Regions from separate parts of the Sus scrofa genome. Here region 1 is linked to region 2. A link is a contact called in public Hi-C data. All regions are on one chromosome and are shown on one strand. The core of a region is the stretch at or near the end of the contact, and the rest is flanking DNA. Distances in the headings are between cores, read along the strand shown. Region 1 holds the start of DLG3 (disks large homolog 3). Region 2 holds the start of PDZD11 (PDZ domain containing 11).

Region 1 (5,413 bases), core at 2,088-4,587, 150 kb after region 2:
GTGTCTCTGGCGTAGGCCGGTGGCTACAGCTCCGATTCAACCCCTAGCCTGGGAACCTCCATATGCCGCGGGAGCGGCCCAAGAAATAGCAACAACAACAAAAAGACAAAAAGACCAAAAAAAAAAAAACAAAACAAAACAAAACAAAAAACAGGAAGGAGTAGTTCCCGTCATGGCTCAGTGGTTAACGAATCCAACTAAGAACCATGAGGTTGCGGGTTCGATCCCTGGCCTCGCTCAGTGGGTTAAGGATCCGGCGTTGCCGTGAGCTGTGGTGTAGGTCGCAGACATGGCTCAGATCCCGCATGGCTGTGGTTGTGGCGGAGGCCAACGGCGACAGCTCTGATTAGACCCCTAGCCTGGGAACCTCCATATGCCGTGGGAGTGGCCCTGGATAAGGCAAAAACAAACAAACAAACAAACAAACAAACAGGAAGGAAATGATAAAAGAAGAAATCTTGGAACATTAGGAAGGAAGAAAAAATAGAATGAATGAGTAAAAAAATGTAAGTACAAAAAACAGACTTTCTTCTTTTGGGTTGTCTAATACTGTTTGATGGTTAAAACAGTAAGTATAATATCATCAGATGTGGAGCTCAAAATACGCAGAGGAAATATTTAAGACAACAATATATAAATGGGACAGGGTAAAAGGGTAAAGAGACGTAAAGTAGGTAAGTAAGATAAGTTAGGTATAGGTAGGTTTAGGTAAGTATAGGTAAGTTTTCTATACTTTCCTCAACCTGATAAAATGATGATACCAGTAGGTCTTTGTGGTGACAAAACAGTTCTGTATCTTGATTGCCAGTTGTTGGCTCTATGAGATTGTTACAGGAATCTCTGTGTGTGGTAAAATGGTATAGAGTTATATCCACATTGTACCAATGTCAATTCCTGGTTTTGATATTATACTATAATAATGTAAGATGCAATCATTGAGGAAAACTGGTTGAAGGGTACACAGGCCCTCTTTGTACTATCTATGCAACTTCCTTGTAAATTTATAATTATTTCAAAATAAAAAGCTTTTTTAAAAAGATTGGGACTGTTTTAGTGGCTGATGGCATAAATGCAATATGACAGCCTTGATTACATTATGGTGTTAACAAATATTAAAGGCAAGTTTGGAGAAATTTGAATATAGAGTGGACATGAGATGAAATTAGATGTTATGAAATTATTGTTAATTTTCTTAGATGTCATAAGCATATCGGGGTTATGTTAGAGAATGTCTTTATTCCCACAAGATGCATGTTGAAGTATTTAGGGGAGGAGTGTAATTAAATATGTAACTTAAATTTTTTTTGTCCAGGTAATATTAATTTTATTATTATAGTTGATTTACAATATTCTGTCAATTTCTGCTGTCATCATGTTCCACCACGAGTGATTGGATATAGTTCCCTGTGCAGGATCTCATTGCTTATCCACTCCAAATACAGTAGTTTGCATCTATGTAACTTACATTTGAATGGTTCAGAAAAAAGTGTAGATAGGTGAATAGAGCAAATATAACAAGGCATTGCCAGTTGTTGGCTCTATGAGGAAGATATATAGGTGTTCATTTTACTGTTCTTTTAACGTTTCTGTACATTTGCAAATTTTCATCTTAAAATGTGGGGGTAAAAAATTTGAAGAAAAAGGATCACAACCTCATGTCCTCCCCTAGTATTCCCAATCCCTCGTTCTCTGCTCTTTTTCTTTTTTGTTCACAGTACTTATCACCATGTGTAGTAGAATATAATTCACTTATTTATTGTGCTTATTTTTGTCCATGTCCTCTCACTAGAATATAAGCTCTTCATTTGTTGTGTTTTGTTCTGTTCTGCTCTATCCTCAAATCCTAGAATAGTGTCTGGCACATAGCAGGTACTCAGTGAAGATTCGTTGAATTAAGAATGAATTTCTGGGAGTTCCCGTCGTGGCGCAGTGGTTAACGAATCCGACTAGGAACCATGAGGTTGCGGGTTCCATCCCTGCCCTTGCTCAGTGGGTTAATGATCCAGCATTGCCCTGAGCTGTGGTGTAGGTTGCAGACGCGGCTCAGATCCTGTGTTGCTGTGGCTCTGGTGTAGGCCAGCGGCTACAGCTCTGATTAGACCCCTAGCCTGGGAACCTCCATATGCTGCAGGAGCAGCCCAAGAAATAGCAAAAAGACCCAAAAAAAAAAAAAAAAAAAAAGAATGAATTTCTGTAGCCCTAGGGCTTAGGTCAAGGTCTTGCACAGAGTAGATATGCAATGAATATTCACTGAACTGAGATCTGAGTTTGGCAGGAAAACTTGGAATAGACCTGTTGTACTTGAGTGGTTCAGAGCATGGACTCTGGAGTCAAATGACCAGGATGTGGATCCTGATTCTGTCACTTCCAGCTATGTTACCTAACTGTATTAACATCTCTGAGCCTCAATTTCTCATTGGTAAAAGTCAGGCAATAATAGTAGCACCTTGGTAGGGCTTTTGTTTGCATGTAAACCACTTAGGACTTGGTAAAGACTCACTAGTTTGTAGCTAATGACGAAATAAGAATAGCAAACAGATAAGAGTTTTCTCAGCCTGTCATCCTTCCTCTATCTGCCAACAGGCTGAGCCAGGTATTCCCAACTCTTTCCCAGACCCCTGGGCTTCGTTCACTTCAGATCTCTTCTTACCTTTCCTCCTGCTGAACTTTCTTTACTGTCTTGGCATCCTGAATTGCTTTCCTCCATCATAACATGCTGGAGTCAGCGGAGGAAACAGGAGTCTGTGTGCAAGGGACAAGAGCTTAGGGCTTTCCTTTTCTCCTGTTCTAAGCTTGAGTCCCTCATTGGTAATGGGAGCAGGTCAAGTGTGAGGTTATAGTCATTTGGGGGCCTAGAGGTTGAGAGTACAATAGTCCTGAGGAAAAGGCACTGACAAGAGAGTAGCCTCATAAACTGCCTTCTTCCTTGGTCCCCTGTTAAGAGAGAGCACCTTACTCACCTTGTTCTAAGGTCCCTTGGATCTGTTCTGCCGCCTCAGATCTTTACTTCTGGTGGCCCCAAGCTCAGAGCAAGGCTGGGGACCCATTGAGCATTTCCCTGCAACTCCCTCTTGGTAGTGGGGTGGGGTGGAGAGGGCGGAGGATGGACTGAAATTGGGGAGAAGGGGGCACGGATTGGGAGGCTGAGTTCACCCGTGGCTCAAGTCCCCTGCCCCCGCCTTAGGGTCAGTGGTTCCCCAGATATCTGGGAAGCTGGGGCTGGGGCTGAGCCTAGGGGCACCAATGCCTCTGTTCCTTTAAGAAGCCGCTGTTTAGCATTCCTGCCGCTGCCACTGCCGCTGCCGCTGCCTGATTCTGCACGCTGATTGGCTGGAATCAACTGAGAGGGGAGCCAGGGAGAGATGCTCTTGACTCCACTCAGATCCATCCTGGGGACCAGTGCAGGAGCGGTCCTCGCAGCACCCAGCTTCTGCCCAGGCTCCCGCTTCTTCTTTGCCGCTGGGCCTCGGCCCAGGAGCCACGACGGGCGACACGGAGCCGCCAGTGCTGGAGGGGGAGCCGTGGGTGCGGGGCAGCGTGGGGGCAGAGGCCCCGGGACGCCCGCCCGGCCCCAGGCCCCGCTCCGCCCGGGCGCCCCCACGGGTGCCCCCCCCTTCCTGGTCCGAGCAGTGTGAGTGTGCCCGGGAGCCCGGCGGCGGCGGCGGCGTGGAAACCGGCGTGGGCTGGGGGGTCCGGGCCGCGGGGGCAGTGCCATGCACAAGCACCAGCACTGCTGTAAGTGCCCCGAGTGCTATGAGGTGACCCGCCTGGCCGCCCTGCGGCGTCTTGAGCCTCCGGGCTACGGGGACTGGCAGGTACCCGACCCCTACGGACCGGGCGGGGGCAATGGAGCCAGCGCCGGTTATGGGGGCTACAGCTCGCAGACCTTGCCCTCGCAGGCGGGGGCCACCCCCACCCCCCGCACCAAGGCCAAGCTCATCCCCACCGGCCGGGATGTGGGGCCAGTGCCCCCTAAGCCAGTTCCGGGCAAGAGCACCCCCAAACTCAACGGCAGCGGTCCCAGCTGGTGGCCCGAATGCACCTGTACCAACCGGGACTGGTATGAGCAGGTATGGAACAGCGGTGGTGGGGGGGGGGGTGGAGGGGCAACCCGCGGGGACTGAAGAATGGGGGCCTAGGGGCCTGGGGTGCAGCAGGGACTCCAGGGGCTCCAAGCCAGCGGACCCTGAGCCCTAGCATTGCAGCTGGGCCAAGAGAGGCGGTGGGAAATGTGTGCTTCCCTGTGTGTGTCTGTTGGGGGGTCTCCATTTGGAGGGGATTGGGAGGAGCTGTGTGTCAGGAGGTGAAGGTATGGCGGAGGGGCACATGTTCTTGTTGGGGGGATTGGGCTCCTCTCAGTGCGGGGTTTAGCAGTGTCTCTGTGTCTGGCAGGGGGCGGGAGGTTCTGCGGGGGCTGTGTGTGGTGTGTCTCCAAAGAGGGGAGGAGGGGGCATGGTGCTTTGCGTAGGGGGGACATGTGTGTGTGTGTGTGTGTGTGTGTGTGTGTGTATGTTGAGGTGTGTGGAGGAAGGCAATGGAGCTCCTGTGAATCTATGTGGAGAAGCCCATGTGCCCAGCTCACTGAGCCTCATCCCTTGATGCCATGAGTCCCTCTCTGTCCTAGTCCCTTTGTGTGTGAATGTGCACATGGACATGTGGGGATGTCTCTCTGAATGTGGAGGTGTCTCTGTAGATGAAGCTGCAGGGATAGCTGTATTTTCCTGCGTGTGTGTGGCTACATGTATATGTGTGTGAGCATGTGGATGCAAGTGTGTGCATGCATGTACCTCTGTGTGTGTGTGTGTGTTGTCCCTGGTGAGAGGCGCTTGACAGGCAAGGCAGGGGAGGGGGAGGAGGCGAGGGACACGTCCCAAGCAAGGCTGAGAGGCTGCTGAGAAGGACGGACTCTTTTGTCCAAGCAGCTCTGAAGTGTGTGTGCTGGGGGAGCGGGGCGGGGGGGGGGAACTGAAGCAAGCTTTCTCGCTCCAGAGCAGGCATGTTGCCTAGATCCAGGCAAGGGGCAGCTGCTCTGGTGCAGGGACTGGCTCCAGTGGGGCATGTTCCCCCTTCGGTACCCCCAGATGTGGGAGAACTTGGCCCCCTAGCCCTGATTTAGCACAGCTTGGGAACCCCTGGGTGCTGGGCACAACTCCGGCTTCCACTCCCTGCCTAAACTGCCAGCTTAGAAAATGGAAGGAGCATCTGTGGGAGAAGCAGCAAAATGGAGGCTGGGCCGGCAGAGCCAGGTCCCTGGCATGCATGGCGGAAGGCCTGTCTGGTCGTTTGGCTCTGCAGCCCCCAGGGTAGGGAAAGGGGAGGAGAAGGCTTTGCTGTGGAGGGCAGGTGCTGGCTGCCCCAAGCTGGGGACTGTTCTGGCCACCTCTGTCCCCCTTCAGGGATCGGATATGCTCTC
Region 2 (4,862 bases), core at 2,054-4,553:
CATTCCTCAGTTATACTGTAGATAAGGTTCCTGGCCTCTTCAATGTTCTGGCCAGAGAGAGATAGTTGAGGAGTAGGCATAGGGCTGCTCTGTTGCTTCTAGTGGCTCCTCTCTTTGGAATAGCTTTTATTTTTTCCTCAAAAGCAAAAACACCCAATCAGTATCATCCAAAAGTCACACCAGCATTTCCTTAGCATTGTTTTTTACTTTCTGGGGGGAGGAGATAGAAGGAGGGAGGAGGAAGGAAACAGGGATCCACTGGAGTCTCCAAAAGGTATGAGACTGGTAGCATAAGGACGGGATGAGATGGCCAGGTAGATAAGATGGGAGGTCCCCAAGATCCATTTTTCTATTGATTCATACACACTAATGAAAATGATGACATACATGGAATTGCCTAGCACATGGTATTCAACAAATGTCAGCTGCCTTCTCTAGCAAGGGTTCTCCACAGGCTAAGGGTACCTAGACATCGCCATCCTTCTCCTTTCAGGAAATGAAGCTCACCTGGAAAACTAGGGAACTTAAAGTGCAGTACAGTTGAGAAAATGCAGTTGGCTGGCTGGCTCAGTGCAGAGACTGGCTGTCTCCCCATCCCCCTCGCTCCCCTCTGCCAGGGTGGGGCTGAGAGTAGAGCTCCCCAAGTGACTTCCCTGAGGCCTAGCTAGCTTGTCCTAGAAGATTCCATGTGGAGGGCTGAGGGTTGTGAGTCTCTAGTGCACAGTCCTCTCTTTCTGGCGATGATAATCTGGGGAAAAAAGAAAGAAAAGGAGGAAAACAGCAGGTTATTTTCCGGCCTGAGCTCCCAATTCCCCACCCCCAACTTGTGGGGCCTCCAGTAATCAGTATTTAAAGAGCTCCTATCAAGGATTCAGCCCGGTAAGCCAAAAAGAGAGTGGCACTTACTGTAGGGAAAAAAGCGGACACGCATGCTGATTTCACGAGCTGTCTTCAGGATCTCAACAGCCTAGAAGGAACACAGCAGCTTGTACAAATGAAGAGATATGACCCGGGACAGAATCAGAACAGGAGGAAAACAGTTTGCCACTCGAACCTTCTGGGTCACTGACAGCTGCTTCCCTCGTATCAAGGAGAGGTTCTTTCTTATCAAGTTATGGATTAGGCTAATCCTGTCCACTCTCGCCTACCTGGGATGGCTTCATGCCTCACCACAGACCAAGTCCTGTGCTCACCTTGCTGTGCTCAATATCTTGGAAATCCACATCGTTCACAGCTAGGACTTGGTCCCCTTCCTGAAGTCCTGCTCGATGTGCATCAGAGTCAGGAATCACCTGTTGGAAAGGACAGAATATATATAATAAAGGTGGGATAATTTCAAAGAATGTAAGTGAAATTAAGTCCTATTCAAATGTAAGGCACTATTTTAAGTGTGTGTTTGTGTGTGTGTGAGAGACAACATAGGTAAATAGGTGGCTTGCCAAGTGGGAAGTTTTAAGTGGGCAAAGAAGGGTATCCCCAGCATGCCCCTTCTATGAGTCTACTGAATCATCCTTCTCCCCACCCTTGGAACATCAGGGTTCTGCAATCTGATAACAAAGGAAGTGGCTCCATTATTGCCTATGAGGCACACGCACCTTGGAGATGAAAATGCCTAGCTGGGAGGCCTTTCCTCCTCGGATATTAAATCCCAACTGTAAGACAAGAGCACAGAATGGGGGCTCAATACAGACAACAAACACAAAAACATTGAGTAGCATAACTGTACAATAGCTTGGCTTGTGTCCCTCGGAGAGAAGTCAGAAGTTATGGAAGTGGTGTATCAGCTTTTCTGTCCATAAAAGTTTCTTTACCTCCCTAGCTATTTCCCAATCCATCTCTCAACCATGGCAAACTTCTGGGCCTGGTTCTAGCAGGGAATATGAGGCAATTTTTCCATAAGCTCACCTGAGCTCCAGGGGGTTTCTTTAGTGTGACGATGCGGGGAAGAAACTGGGTCAACTCATTGTTGTAGTCTGGGTGGTATACTCTCTGCAAGACACAGCAACCCAAGAAAGCTTACTACCAGTCTACCTTCTGGTAGTCTACCAATCTACCTTCATCTAGAACACAAATCTATCACCCTGAAGCCAGGATAATGTGAAGTCATGGACTTAGTTTAAGTAGAACAGATAACACTGTCCGAATGGGTAGATGGATAGCATGGGGAAATGTTAGCAGCCCAGTAGATCCCCATTTCTTTACCTCAAGAGAAAGGATTTCCCAGAATTCTTTGGTGTAAATGGCCTCTGGCAGGTTTCCCTAAGAAGATCTCAGTGGACCCAGATGCTCAGAATCCAGCTGACTAAGATTAATTCTCCACTGAGCTTTCTAACCCTACCATCCTAGCTTTCATGTATCATCTCATGCTCATGGGAAAAAGCCCTTACTCAAGGGTACAGATGGTTCCCACCTCATGAGGAGGAATCCATGCTGGGGGATTCTCGTAGGCAGGCAGGAAAACCACCGGGTAGTCATCGTAAGGAATCCGGCTGTCCATCTCTACTAAGGCCCTGGAATGTAAGGGTAAATCAAAACTGACGACTATGGTTCAAAAGGCAAAAAAGCTCAGAAGTTTCAGAAACTAATTCCAACTTATCCTAAGGCTGTCAGTCTATAGGCCCAGCCCACCTCTAGGTGATAAAGATTTGGGGAGAGAAGGGAGAAAACCATCAACTTTGCTGAATATCTGGATGCCAAGCAACCTGTTAGATACACTACAGAAGTGATCTCCTTTCTCACAACACTCCTGCAAAATAAATATTACCCTCTTCATTCTAGAGAAGAGGAAATCAGGATCGCGTCTAAAAAATATGTGACTACTAGAGTTCCTGCTGTGGCACAGGGGGTTAAGGATCTGACTGCAGCAGCCTGGGTCGCTGCAGAGGCATAGGTTCAATCCCTGGACTGGCGCAGTTGGTTAGGGATTCGTAACTGCCACAGTCGCTGCTACGGCTGGGATTGGATCCCTGGCCCAGCAACTTCCATTTGCCGTTAGTGCGGCCGAAAAAGAAAGAAAAAAAAATGTAACTACTTTGGAAATCCAACGGAGCGCACACTCCAACTATCCACACGGACTGAGGGCAAGGCACTGCCCCACATTCTCTAATGTGATCGGTAACGGCGTAGGTCCCCAGATCGACCCTTCCTTTACCACCAGCCACTTTCCAGATCCCCGACCCGAATCCTGCTAGAGTCCCGCGCACACGACGCAATACAGGTCGTCGTACTACCTCTCCCACCCGCAGGCCTCAGCCACCTCAGGTTCCGCTCACAGTCAATTCGGTCTGGGAACCGGAAGCGGATGTTCGGCTGCGTCGGAAAGGGGCGGGGTCAGGGTGCGACGCGCGGGCCCTCCCCTCCCAAACGCGTCTTTCTGAGCGCGTCGCGTACGTGCTGGGCCCGCAGGTTGTCTGCGCTTCCATTGGCTGGCGCCTCCAGATTTGAAACTTGGCGGTTAAAGCTCCGGTTGGGACGGGGCGGCGGGAGACGAGGGAAGGGACGTTCAGTTTGGTGAGTTAAGGGGGCACATCTTAGTTCAGGATCTGCCTTTCCCGGTACCGTGGGGCTTTGGTTCTTTGTCGTCGTCTCCTCTGGGCTTTTCCTTTCCATTTCAGACGCCACTTCGCTCTCTTCATTCTGGCCGAAAGGGCAGTCCTGTCGTGGCCAGGTCTGAGGGACAGTGACTTTCCTGAGGCAGAGATCCCGCTGGGAGGCGGAGGCTGCCGCCTTAGGCTATCGCTCTCTTCCCTAACCCACCTCACCCTTGGAGGAGGGCCAGGACTGAGGGACGACACTCTCCCACCCCTGCCGACCTACCAAGATTCATCACCGAGCATCTTTTTTTTTCTGCCCCTGCAGAGACCGTGCCGAGGTAGGATCATGAAGGAAGAGGTGAAGGGCATTCCTGTAAGAGTGGCACTGCGATGTCGCCCTCTGGTCCCCAAAGAGATTAGTGAGGGCTGCCAAATGTGCCTTTCCTTCGTACCCGGGGAACCTCAGGTGCGTAGCCAAGTTCTGGGCCTGCCTGTGAACAGCTGGGGCCAAATGGCAGTGAGGGGCGTGGTCTGGCCTTTTTTTTCTTACTCCTTTTCCCTTGTCTTCTCTAGGTGGTGGTTGGTACTGATAAATCCTTTACCTACGATTTTGTATTTGACCCCTCTACTGAACAGGAGGAAGTCTTCAACACAGCTGTAGCACCACTCATAAAAGGCATATTTAAAGGTGAGGCTCTTTGATTCTTGAGCATACACTACGTGTCAGGCACTATGATGAGGTGCTGCCAGTACAACCATGAATGAGACATAAGTTCTGCCCTCAAAAAACCAATAGCCTAGGAACTCAGTCTCACTTGTCTGAACCCTTGAAACTAGTTTTATACTATATTTGTTTTCTATGGTTCTGCTCATCTTTGACTTGTATACATTTTTGTTTGTTTGTCCTGGCATATCATTAGATTCTAAAGCTCTTTGATGAGTGCTGATGAAGATCAGTGTGCCAGTCTACTTGAGGCCCAGGCACTGCAAAGCCTGTTGAGGGATTCAGAGATAAATAATATATCTTCCATGGCCCCGAGGAGTTCAAAGTCCAGGGATAGGAGCGGAAGTAGATGACTACATACAGAAGAAATACATAAGAAATTTTAAATGTTTAACTTCTCTCTTTAAGAAAAAATATTTTAAAAGTTAAAACCTTTGAGGTTTCCTAAAGCCCCTAAAAACTCTGGCCAGAGTATTTTTTATTTATTTCTACTCTTTCTATTTTGTTTATATTTACTGCAGAAGCTAAGGCTTTATTATTTTATTTATATTTACTGCAGGAGCTAAGGCTTTATTATTTTATTTATATTTATTGCAGAAGCTAAG

The links. Hi-C and Micro-C count contacts between places; a contact is called where the count stands out from the background.
Region 1: a contact with region 2 is called in a Hi-C map of embryonic fibroblasts, with 3 times the contacts expected there. The contact joins the promoter of DLG3 here to the promoter of PDZD11 in region 2. A contact is called at or near these places in 8 of 47 Hi-C or Micro-C datasets (blood, brain, embryonic fibroblasts and 3 more).

Annotation. Positions count from the first base shown.
Region 1 is chrX:56,468,604-56,474,016 of Sscrofa11.1, forward strand. DLG3 (disks large homolog 3) reads left to right here and starts at 3,338. Exons shown (of 20, transcript XM_021079732.1): 1 at 3,338-4,070. The coding sequence starts at 3,714.
Region 2 is chrX:56,316,076-56,320,937 of Sscrofa11.1, forward strand. PDZD11 (PDZ domain containing 11) reads right to left here and starts at 3,304. Exons shown (of 7, transcript NM_001001630.1): 1 at 3,231-3,304; 2 at 2,411-2,510; 3 at 1,906-1,989; 4 at 1,596-1,652; 5 at 1,194-1,292; 6 at 907-967; 7 at 186-748. The coding sequence starts at 2,497. The coding sequence ends at 714. It overlaps KIF4A (chromosome-associated kinesin KIF4A), which reads left to right and starts at 3,378. Exons shown (of 31, transcript XM_003360353.4): 1 at 3,378-3,510; 2 at 3,859-3,999; 3 at 4,107-4,221. The coding sequence starts at 3,880.